Linked DNA regions of Gossypium hirsutum: regions 1, 2 and 3 are each linked to region 4. The links are chromatin contacts, called in public Hi-C maps. All regions are on one chromosome and are shown on one strand. Each heading gives the region's core, a stretch centred on a gene start, on an enhancer-like site or on the middle of the called end of the contact. The rest is flanking DNA. Distances are from core to core; before and after follow the strand shown. Region 1 holds the start of LOC107921752 (proline-rich receptor-like protein kinase PERK2). Region 2 holds the start of LOC107921990 (mitogen-activated protein kinase 17). Region 3 has its middle 31 kb from the start of LOC121214326. Region 4 holds the start of LOC107922128 (auxin efflux carrier component 4-like).

The links. A called contact is a pair of places that touch in the nucleus more often than the background predicts.
Region 1: a Hi-C map of leaf shows a contact between it and region 4, with 2.8 times the contacts expected there. The contact joins the promoter of LOC107921752 here to the promoter of LOC107922128 in region 4. A contact is called at or near these places in 4 of 34 Hi-C or Micro-C datasets (hypocotyl and leaf).
Region 2: a Hi-C map of leaf shows a contact between it and region 4, with 2.9 times the contacts expected there. The contact joins the promoter of LOC107921990 here to the promoter of LOC107922128 in region 4. A contact is called at or near these places in 6 of 34 Hi-C or Micro-C datasets (hypocotyl and leaf).
Region 3: a Hi-C map of leaf shows a contact between it and region 4, with 3 times the contacts expected there. The contact joins the enhancer-like site here to the promoter of LOC107922128 in region 4. A contact is called at or near these places in 2 of 34 Hi-C or Micro-C datasets (both in leaf).

Annotation. Positions count from the first base shown.
Region 1 is chrD01:48,255,601-48,258,300 of Gossypium_hirsutum_v2.1, reverse strand. LOC107921752 (proline-rich receptor-like protein kinase PERK2) reads left to right here and starts at 1,274. Exons shown (of 1, transcript XM_016851568.2): 1 at 1,274-2,194. The coding sequence starts at 1,577. The coding sequence ends at 2,011.
Region 2 is chrD01:47,516,133-47,518,832 of Gossypium_hirsutum_v2.1, reverse strand. It overlaps LOC107921990 (mitogen-activated protein kinase 17), which reads right to left and starts at 1,323. Exons shown (of 13, transcript XR_005909472.1): 1 at 1,059-1,323; 2 at 1-208.
Region 3 is chrD01:47,569,083-47,571,782 of Gossypium_hirsutum_v2.1, reverse strand. No RefSeq gene overlaps it. Among protein-coding and RNA genes, the nearest start is that of LOC121214326, 31 kb to the left of the region's middle. Within about 2 kb of position 1,337, at least 3 of the 9 cell types and tissues checked have an H3K27ac peak or open chromatin away from gene starts, as enhancers often do. A contact at or near this core is called in leaf, where this site is marked.
Region 4 is chrD01:47,923,308-47,926,007 of Gossypium_hirsutum_v2.1, reverse strand. LOC107922128 (auxin efflux carrier component 4-like) reads right to left here and starts at 1,257. Exons shown (of 6, transcript NM_001327195.1): 1 at 1-1,257. The coding sequence starts at 1,257.

The DNA of each region.
Region 1 (2,700 bases), core at 25-2,524, 330 kb before region 4:
GACTAAATGTTACAAATCGATAATCTAAGTGACTAAAATGTAACATTTCAAGCATAAGTGACTAAAATGTAACTAAAGCAAACAAAAGTGATTACTTTAGTAGTTTACCCAATAGTTTTATATGATGAACCTTTTTTATTAATTACTATGGGTTTTATAATATCTTGCATTTCAAGTAGTTGATTTTATGCTTCATTCATTTGGATGGGATGTTCATCCTTTTGTCACTAAAGATCCAACATTTTTTTGGGGTTTCGATGCACTCTTATAAATTTAAGTCATTTATGATCATATCTTGCTTTTATCCCAGTTTCCTTTTCTTCTGTTGGGCCTTTTATCGGTAAAATGTCATATTGCGCCATTACTGACAACACCTCAAAACCTCTTTAACCCAGGCATTATCTTTAACATATTCTTCATATTTTACCAACAATAGAAAACTTTTCTAAAAGAAACTCCAAGAAGTACCAAAAATGATGAAAATTACAAGCCACAACAGATGAAGTAGAAAGGGAAATTGTGAAGATTAGGAGGAAAAACATGTAATTTTTCTTTTAATTACACGAGAAGAAGTTGGACGAAAGTGATAATTAGAGAAAAAGGAACAGAATCCTGAGATAAAGTAGTGACCAAAAACGGTGCGCAAGAGTCCAAGATATTAACCCTTCCCCCGGTTCCCACCCTTGAATTGGGACTGTGAGTGACCACAAAGTCCATCATCTGCCCATGGAATTTGTACATTGTTTGCTGATGAAAGGAGCACTCACCACCTTCACTATTTGAGTAAACCTTTCATTTTCGTTTGTCTGACATTATGATTTAAATATAAAATAAATATGTGATTTAAACTTGAATTCACTAAAACTCCCTTCAACAACTCAAATCAATCATATATCCTTATTTAAAAAGACAATACTGTTGCAAAAACTTAAAGAAAAAAAAGAGAAATGAATTTATGTGTAAAAGATAATTATTACTTCTTAATTTACATTAAGTTATATAGCCTATTTATAATAAAAATTAGATGCACAAATAAAAAAAAGACATGCTATAATATGATATCGTGCTAATAAATTAAATACAAAATAAAGAAAAATATGATATGATATACATTAATTATGCAAGATTTCGTATTAATAAATACCAATTAATTATTGAAATACATAGGTTTATACACTATTTAGAAATTAATGATGACCGGGGAAAGTGTATATAATGGGTCCCTTCATTTTTGGATCATGCATAATTTCCACATGCAACGGGATTCCCTTGTGAAACAAGGCAACGAGACTCCTTTACTGGAAAACAAAAAAGATTAAAAAACAGAAAAGTGCCCTTAAAAACACGTCTCGATAGCCCTCTAAAACTCATTCTTTCGTAGAGCCCAATTTCATCAAAATCAATTTCACTTTTTAGTCTTTCAAAGTCTTTGATGTACCAAATTACGTAACATCACCGCTAGTTCTTCCAAACTTTTTCTTTATTTCCACCACATCTTCCACAAATTAAAAAGATCGATCCTCTTCATTCATTTTAGCTAAAAGCTTTGGGAGTTCCATCAGCAGGATTTGGCAGCATGTCGATGAAAACACACCGTTGGATCAATCCTCACCAAATTCTATCATCACTAACCATTTTCTTTGCCATCACCATCTTTGTATATCCCATCAACGGGATGGAATCAAGGAGGCTTGATGACAGCACTGTTCCAGGTGGTCAAGGCGTCAAGTGTACCCCATCATGTATACAAAGTCCTCCACCACCCTCACTGCCGCCACCATGCCCTCCACCACCATCACCCCCAGCACTGCCTCCACCTACACCAAAAAAGCCGCCAACCCAATACTGTCCACCACCGCCAATACCGCCTAGTCCACCATCCTTTATATACATACCCGGTTCACCAGGGAATTTGTACTCGATTGACCAAAATTTCGGCGGTGCAAACCGGAATGTCGCTGTGGGGTTATTGGGTCTGGTTTGTGGATTATCTCTCCTGTTCGCTTTTTAAAGTTTGTAAGGTCCTAGGATCTTGTACAACAAGTTGGATATAGTAAGTACAAATTCCTTTTCTTAGGACAAGAATATAATTTTGTCCAAACAGAAAGTTTTAGGACCTACAATAGTTATTGAACTTGCTGTTTCATGATATTGTTCAATGATAAAAGTTCGGAAAATTAGCTTTACCTATAAATTACCTGATTTTGAATGGCTGTTCATTTTTCTGGTTCGATAAACGTCTTCTTACTTAGTATATTTAAGTTTGGTTGATTAATAGTTTTTTTATAAGAGAAACGAGATTATTAGTGAGATTTGAATAGGTGATGGGATTCCGAGCAAAGCAGTCCAGCAGGCAGCGGTTGCCGTTCAGAAATAAATTAAGAGGAAAAAAAGGAACCAATTTAGGCCCAGTGTTAGTTGGGCGGTGACGACGCTCTTACGTTGGTGTTTAGTTGGACACATGAGGCCTGTGGTAGCCAACTGCTCTTATTTCATGGACTCCTACTTCTATTCTATTTTGCAGCCATTTTTCACTATCAAAATCAAGCATTTAGGGTGAGTTTGGATAAGCGGTGTGTTTACTTGTGGTTAGTGTAAAAACAGCGGTGGTGGTAAGATTAGATACTATAGTGATACTGTAACGTGAGAGAAAAAGTAAGCTAAACGCACCGCACCGCACCCAATCGCAATTCAAACCCA
Region 2 (2,700 bases), core at 74-2,573, 410 kb after region 4:
ACCGTAGGAGTTTGATCTCTCTAAGAATGCGGATTGCATCAGGGGTGTGCTCAAAGATATTGGTCATCTTCTTAATAGCCACTTTCTCTCCAGTGTGAGTATCTATTGCAGATGCAACCACACCATAACTTCCTCGGCCAACTACATCTGTTATTTCATATTGACTTGCTTCACCATATTCAGTGAAAAAGTCTTTGTCAAACATTTTCTGATCAAAATAAGAATCCATTAGGTTCCATGTTAAACAAAACCAATATGAAAAGCTTACACTTTGAATGGGTTCACAACATACTTGAAGTAATACAAAAAAAAGTATTGAAACTACCTAGCATAGAATTAGATGTTAACCTTCTAAGTACTGGGAATCTATGGATTTGATTTTCAAATGACTGTACTCGAATCTGTAGATTTGGTTCGAATTTGAATCCGAATAGATCCTATCATACTCTTTCGAATGTATAGATATATCAGATTTTTACTCATATTTTTATATAGTGACTATGCTCATCTTCATAGTTCGTGGAAAAGATCAAATCCAAATTCACCGTCATAAAATCCCATAACCAAATAAGGAAAACTTGTTTTCTATGGTGACCTCTAGCAACCCTAACTTCTCAATTGGATGCAAATATTTGTATATTAAACCAAGAAAAAGACAAAACCAAACACATCAAAGATGATTCTTTTAACATCTATTTCCAAAATTTCAAAATATTAGAATAATAGCCATGTCTAGAGAATGTTTAGGACTTAAAAAATAAATTAATTAATAAATAAAGAATCTGAGAAAGGAAATTCCAGGCAGACAAATTCCTAGTTATTATTAAAAGTCAAGAGAAGAAATTCAACTAAAAGAGCTTGTAGGTAAAAAGCATTTCATTTTCAAGTCATTTTCGTCGCTAAAATTTCCATTATATGAGCAAAACTTCAAACCTCCATATCACTCATCAAATAGACATTCAAGCTCCCCAAAAAGAAAAGGAAAGAAGAAAAAAAACCCATAACTCATTGAAATAAAAACAGATAATTTAAGCGGTTACAGAGCCAAAAGAAATTACCCTATTCTTTCGGGGGCAAACGAATCCAAGGCTGCAGCTGAAGCTTGAAGATTGATGATAAAGAGGTTCAAATAAATGCGGAGACAAGATATGAAATTGATGACGAGAGCTTCAAATAGACGCTGAAACCACAGAACAGATATGAACTGCTCAAATAACACCTCCACCACCTTATACGTAGAAATACAGCACCAGTTGGCGTATTTTATACGTGTATATACTATCTATCTTGAATCCAGTGGGGTTGGATGTTGACAAAACGAACAACTTGATCATGTCAAGTATTTATATTAAATATATAGGGTAGATAACAATTAACAATTAGCTGTTTTCTATGAATGAACCCTTTCACGTTTCAAGGAAATCCACAAAAAATCTATTCACCAAGTAAATTTTAAATAAAAACAATATTTTTGTTATTTTTATTGTTTTAATTGCAAATTTTAATTAGGGAAAATTTATTTATATATATTGTTTTAAAAAAATTAAAGATATAAACTGCTTTATTAAGTATTTAGAGAAATAATTCGTTTTTGCTTACGTAAGTACTGTATACGTGAAGCGCTTTCATTGACTTGTCACCATCCTTGATTAGCATTTTAGGGTTGATTGGAGCTTTTTATTATTATTTTATTTTAATTCCATTTCAAGTTTTTCCTTTTATTTTAATTTCTAATTTTTACTTTTTAATTGAATTAATTCATATTGTTTCAAGATTTTTTATTTTTATTTTTTAATTAATGTTTTTAGTTAATAAACATGTTTTCAAATTTTATTTTTAATTCATATTTTTAATTACAATTATTTTATTTATATAAATAAAATAATAAATATGTAATTATATAATAAAATATATATTTATATATATTATTATGTTAAATATTTTTTCTCTTGGGCTTGTGCTCAAGCGTCCCACTATGTGGGAGTCCACTTATATTTACCCTACATATATACGTGTGGGAACTACTGAAAAAAAAAGGTTAGATTTCTTTTGGTGTACCGATAAAATCTAAGAAAAGAGAAGTGGGAGAGAAAAAATTGTTCTTTATACACAAATCAACCTTTGTATTTTCTTTTATCGAAGGTTGATTCGATGTTCGTTGGAGCTTTTTTTTAATGTGTACAGATTAATTTCTTTTTGGGTACTGTAACTTTGAATTTTTAGCTTTTAAAGTCAACCTCTTTTTGGTGAAATTCTCAACTTTTCTCTTAAAGTTTGTTTAAAATTAGTTGTTTATAGCATTGTTTGAATTGTATATTCTTTATGATGGCTTGATTGTGATCTTGTAGAAAGGACTTTTTAATCTTGTGGTTTTTTCTCTTTGCTTTAAAAGGGTTTTCCACGTAAAAGTTGTTTCTCGATTTATTAGTTTTGCTTGCGATATTGTGGTTGATTTGCACAAATTGTTATATATATTGTGTTATTGGGTTTGTCATAATTACTGAATTGATTTTTCGAGAGCAGAAGAATATCGATCGTGCGTGCTTTCGCGTTGTTTCATTGGGTTTGGTTTCGTTTAGACAAACTAGTATCAAGAGCTTAGTTATCGTGTTTGGTAATCATAGAAATTAGCACTAGTAAGATGGATTATGTTAAATGACACAAATTATCAACTTTGGCGAAACAAAATGAAAAATCTTT
Region 3 (2,700 bases), core at 88-2,587, 350 kb after region 4:
GAATTTTTTGTATTTTTGTTGAGAGAGACCGTTTGCTTGTTTTCAAAATTGACAGGGACCAAAAGGGTATTTACACTAGTCTGTTATTCGAATTATTTGAGTTTACTTGAATAACTCGATTCGATTAACTCTAAATTAGAAAAAAAATATTTTTTTGAATCGAATCGAGTTTTACTCACTTCTATTGTATCTAATTGATTTTCTAATCAGATGTAAAATGATACAAACATATTTGGTTTGAATGGGATTAGAAGTTGTGAGAGAGAGAGAGACAAACAAACATAAACCAAATTTTAATTTTTTTTAAAAAAATATTTCTTGATAAAGAAATAAGCTTCTTTCTCCTTAATTTTTTTCGTTAGGTGAATCAAATATCTTTTGTAGATAAATAATAAGGAAAATCATTCAATTTTTTTGACTCATCTTGTCAATCATTTACATTTTGAATAACATCACCCCAAAAAAACAACTTGAATTGAGTTGTTGAACCCAAACTCCTAAGGTCAAATTACCTTTCCAGTGGATAAGCTAAAAGCACATGACCGGATCTTTAACACGATTTTCATGAATTCAGATTGACTTATTCAAAATCATATTTAATAATAATAGTAATAATAATTTGTATTTTAAATAATACAAAGTAATTCAAAACCAAGGTAAATATGGAAAGAAATGGAATCATAGTGGTGGTAAACAAATGCAATCACATTTTGAGAACTTCATTTAAAGATGGACTATGAAGGAAGCAAGGCCTGCCCCATCTTTCAAAAATTCAACAACAAAATTTACCGATTATACATACCAATTGAATTAATTAATTATAAAGTCATGTGATGGATGATGACATATAGAGGGAATTGAGAAAATAAATGGGAAAAGCGTGCTTGTGGGGTGGTAGGGTGGGGCCGACATTGATGATGATTACGTGAATGGGAACAACACACGGAACATGGAAACCAAGTGGTCCCTACCTTTGATGATTGGGTGGGGAACCAGGTCTGGGCCCCCACTTGTCTTCTTGTCTTCCAACTCTTCTTCCTAACATGTGGACCCCCCTCAACACAAATCCTCCTCCTCTCCTTAATTTATTTAATTTTGAAACAATTAAAAATTAATTTTTCTTTGGTTAAACCTTATTGTTTCTTCTATGCAGCTCATGCAACGCGAGCTTTGTTTATAATAATGTATTGCTATCGATAATAATAATAATAGAGAATTTAAAAATGAAAAAGAAGCTTAATCCTTCACCTTTTACCAAGAATGACTAACCCCATGCGTTTAACATTCTCCCACACCAGAAACAAACAAATCATGCTCTCCCACAGACCCCACTTTAGTAGGAGGACAATCGAATTCAAAGCTAAACAATGAAGCAGACCTGAAAATTTGAAGATTGCCTGAATCCAACTTCTAAATGCTGTAATTAACATGTCTGCGTGCTATGAACTCGTAAATTTTGCTTATCTCCAAAAATGAGCTAATGGAATACAATTACCAAGGAAGGAGACATGCCTAAGTCAAGGGCAAGGGAGATGCTACTGATATACGTTTATGGCCAACTGATCGTCCTCTAAGACTAAGTTGGTGTAGCTGAGTTATTCCGTCATATATGCATGTGGAACACCAACCTCCATTACTTGAGTGGAAAGCCAAATATTTGTTTCTCCACACCTAAACCTTGTCAGTGCTTTTTCCTTTCCATCACACTCAAAACCAGCCCTAATTAAGCTGAGATAGATATTAGATGAGCAAAAACTTTAATTATACTTCATAATCCTTTATGACTCATAAGGATTTTCCCCAAACTCATAAGAATAAAATAATAATAATAATAACAATAATAATAACATTAGCAGACAATGAGCAATAATAACTTTGAGTCGTCCTTTAATGTCCAGTTAGCAGTGTCTGGCCAATGTCTTAATTTTTTTTCAATGATACAAAGCCAAAGTTTTGATATCTTTGGCTGTTCTTCCCTTATTACCTACACTACTTTTTTCTTATAGCACAATATCAAAGTAATTAGGGTGAACAAAATTTGATTCATCTTTTTAAAAAATCAAAAATGAAGTTGACTTTCGAATTATTCGAATTGAATTAACCGAGTTAATTGAATCAACTTAATTTTTTTTTAAATTTCGAGTTCAAATCGAATTAAATTTTTGAATTTGAATAATTCAAATAAATTAAATATCAAACTCTTTTTACTTCCCTTCCCATCTCAAACCCTTTTATTTTCCCAAAAAAATTTACTTTTCCTCAAACCCCCAAATTTTTTTTTCCTTTTATTTTCCCTCCAAATTTTTTACTTCCTAAAAACCCCCAAAACTTGTTTCTTTTTAGTTTTCTCCCAAAACTTTTCCTTCTTTTAAACCTCCAAAAAAAATTTCCTTTTGCTTTCCCCCAAAATTTTTAGTTCCTCTTAAACCCCAAAATTTTTTCAAATATATATCTATTCTTTATATTATTGAATTAAATTTCACATTTTGTACTATTTATATTATTGAATTATTTTTAATCATAATGAATCTTTATCAATTTCTGTTAAAATTGAATTATTGATGATGCCATAAAATATTCGTGTTAAAATTTTCTGTTGGTATCAACTTCACATTTACCTTTAAAATAATTTTTATTAAAAAATCACATTTTTTTATATTTAATATATTTTTTAATTTCAAAATATATGGTGACAAGAAT
Region 4 (2,700 bases), core at 8-2,507:
TTTGTTTTCCCCGTTTTGAGGGTGATCTGCGACCAACATCCTTATCTCTTTAGCACCCTGCTCAGACCGTCCAGATTGCTCGGACGCTCCGAAATCTGTACCACCAAAGACATGGAGACCTCCGCCTTCTGAAACCGGCGAGGCACTTGAACTCCACACAAACATGTGCAATTCCTTGGCATCATGATTCTCTTTATTATTCTCCTTCTCCTTAGGCTGCTGCTGTGGTTGAACTGGCTGCTGCTGTTGTTGTTGGGTAGCTTTAGCGTTCTTCGTGACGGATGAGAATTCAGGGTTTGGAGCAGGGTAGGATGAAGGAACAGTCTGTGCTGGATAAAATCCAAATCGTGGAGACATTACTGTATTGTTTTCTTCAAAATTGGATGGCCTTGGAGTAGGTCCTCTAGAGGATTGAACAGAGTATAAATCAGCTGGACCGAAATTGGAGTGTCTTGCAGGAAATCCTTGAACACCCATCATGGAGTAAAAGTCGGAGTTGTTGAAATTGGAACCTCTTGGCGTGGGGTTCCTTGAAGAGCTCAAACTGTAGATTTCAGCTCCGGTGAGGTTGGAAGGCCTGGGAGTCAATGCAGGAAGGGAACAAGGCCCCAAAGACCTCCTGGAAGCATTAGATTTCCTGACCTTAACGTGTAGCTTGCCGTCTTCCCCGATTTCAGCGTCGGTTTCGAGGAAGTCGCGGCCGTCAAGTGAAACCACATCGGAATCAACTTTGAAAGAAACAATGGAAGCTGCAGTTTCGGGAAACTGCTCCATGATGAGGATTTTGGCACCGCGGTACTCAAAAAGGAAAAGAAGAAGGGTGTACCAAATGATACACTGGAGAACCACGACTTGGACCATGAGCATCCCGGAGTAGGGACCGTACATAGCGATTAAAAGAGGAATGCCCATGACTAGAGTGTTGGGGAGAGTAGATAAAGAGAAAATGGTGATCATCCATTCTAGGCTTCCGTTCCTTGTTAAATTAGTCCACAATCCAAGAACGAAGAGCATGATGAGCTTTTGAAGGGTGTCGGCTGCTACGAACCTGAAGTTCATGGCATAAGGGTCATTGGTGGAAATGAAGTGGAAAGACAAGAGAGGAACGGCAAATATGGCGACAAAGCGGTTGATACCCGAGCACTGGTCGGGGGTGAATATTTTCCACCAACGGACGGAGCCGTAAGCCAAGATCATAGCAACGTACAGTGGGATCACCGCCGTTAAAACGGTGTAAAGATCGTTCCAACTAATCATCTTCCGATGAAGGAGAAGAAGAAGAATGAAAGGGCAAAATGGGGATAGCAAAAACCGTTATTTAACTAACTTGAGAAGATCTCTGTTTCTAGGACAGGTGCCTGCTGCTTGCGTCTGAAAGAAAGACTGCAAAATTTTTGTGATATATAAAAAGGGTAATCAAAGTAAGGAAGTGAGGAAAGAGAGAAAATGAGAAGCCAGCGTATAATTTAAAAGATATGCAACTTTTAATTTAGAGAGAGGGAATTATATAAGGGAAGGGAAGAAGGTAAAGAGTGAAAATAATACAGGAGTAGGGAGATAAGCAGAGGATGATAGGACACTCAACTATGAAACTTGGGTTAACAATTCACCGCCTCTTCTGGTTAACTTAACTACAGAATTTGGTTAATAATAATAATAATAATAATAATAATAGTAATAATAATAATGTACAGGTGGCTCTTCTAATGTGCCATTGGCTTTTTCCATGACGTGGACGGCCCTCATTTTCTTTTTAATCTAAAACTGCACTAATTAATCAATATAATTTATTTTTATTAACATTCCACCATTTTATTACTTTTTTAATTTAATATATAAATCATTAATTAAAATATTTTTATATATGATTTTTTTATCCATCATATATTAAAAATGTATAATCAACCTTTGAAATATATTTTAAATTTAGTATTCTTCCTTACTTAAATCCCACTAATTTAACATATTATATTCTTTAAAAACAGAAAAAAAATTAAAATACCATAAATATCTTAAATTATTGTTGACAAGGAATCGATCCTTTTAGGAGAAGTTTCATCTTCTGGGAAGTCGACTTCGACCTCAACAATTGAAAGTATTGTCCTTATATCGAGATTTTATCTCTAGCCTCTACAGAAAGCCATGTACAGTTGACGGAGAAATACTTCGATCAATAAAGATAAGTGACTGCAAAACTCGAAATAAATGTTAATACGAGACTTGTGAATAATAATAGAGGTACGTAGAGACATCATAGCTCGAACCATCAATATTGATATTATAATATTAAATTTTCAAAATATAAAACAATTCCCCTGGACATTAAAGCCTAATAAATTTAATAATCTAAAGTTTTTTACTAGGAAAATTATCTCTAATATTCTTTCACAATCTATGAGGAATTGGTAAAAATAAATAAAATAAAATTCTTGTTAGATGGAATCTTTGAAAAAACCCTAGAATAAATTGCTGAAAAGCAAGCCCTCCTAAGTTAACTGTATTACCAAAAAATCAATATTAAATTATATATCTCACTTTAGATAGTAAAATCTTTTAATTTAAAAATAAAAAATTCAAATATATTTTTAAATTCATTTGTTTATACAATATAAGTTTAAACTTACCTACTAACACACATTATAATACCATGAACAAACCTATGAATTGAACTCTAATCTCACACTTTTATTTTGTGAAATT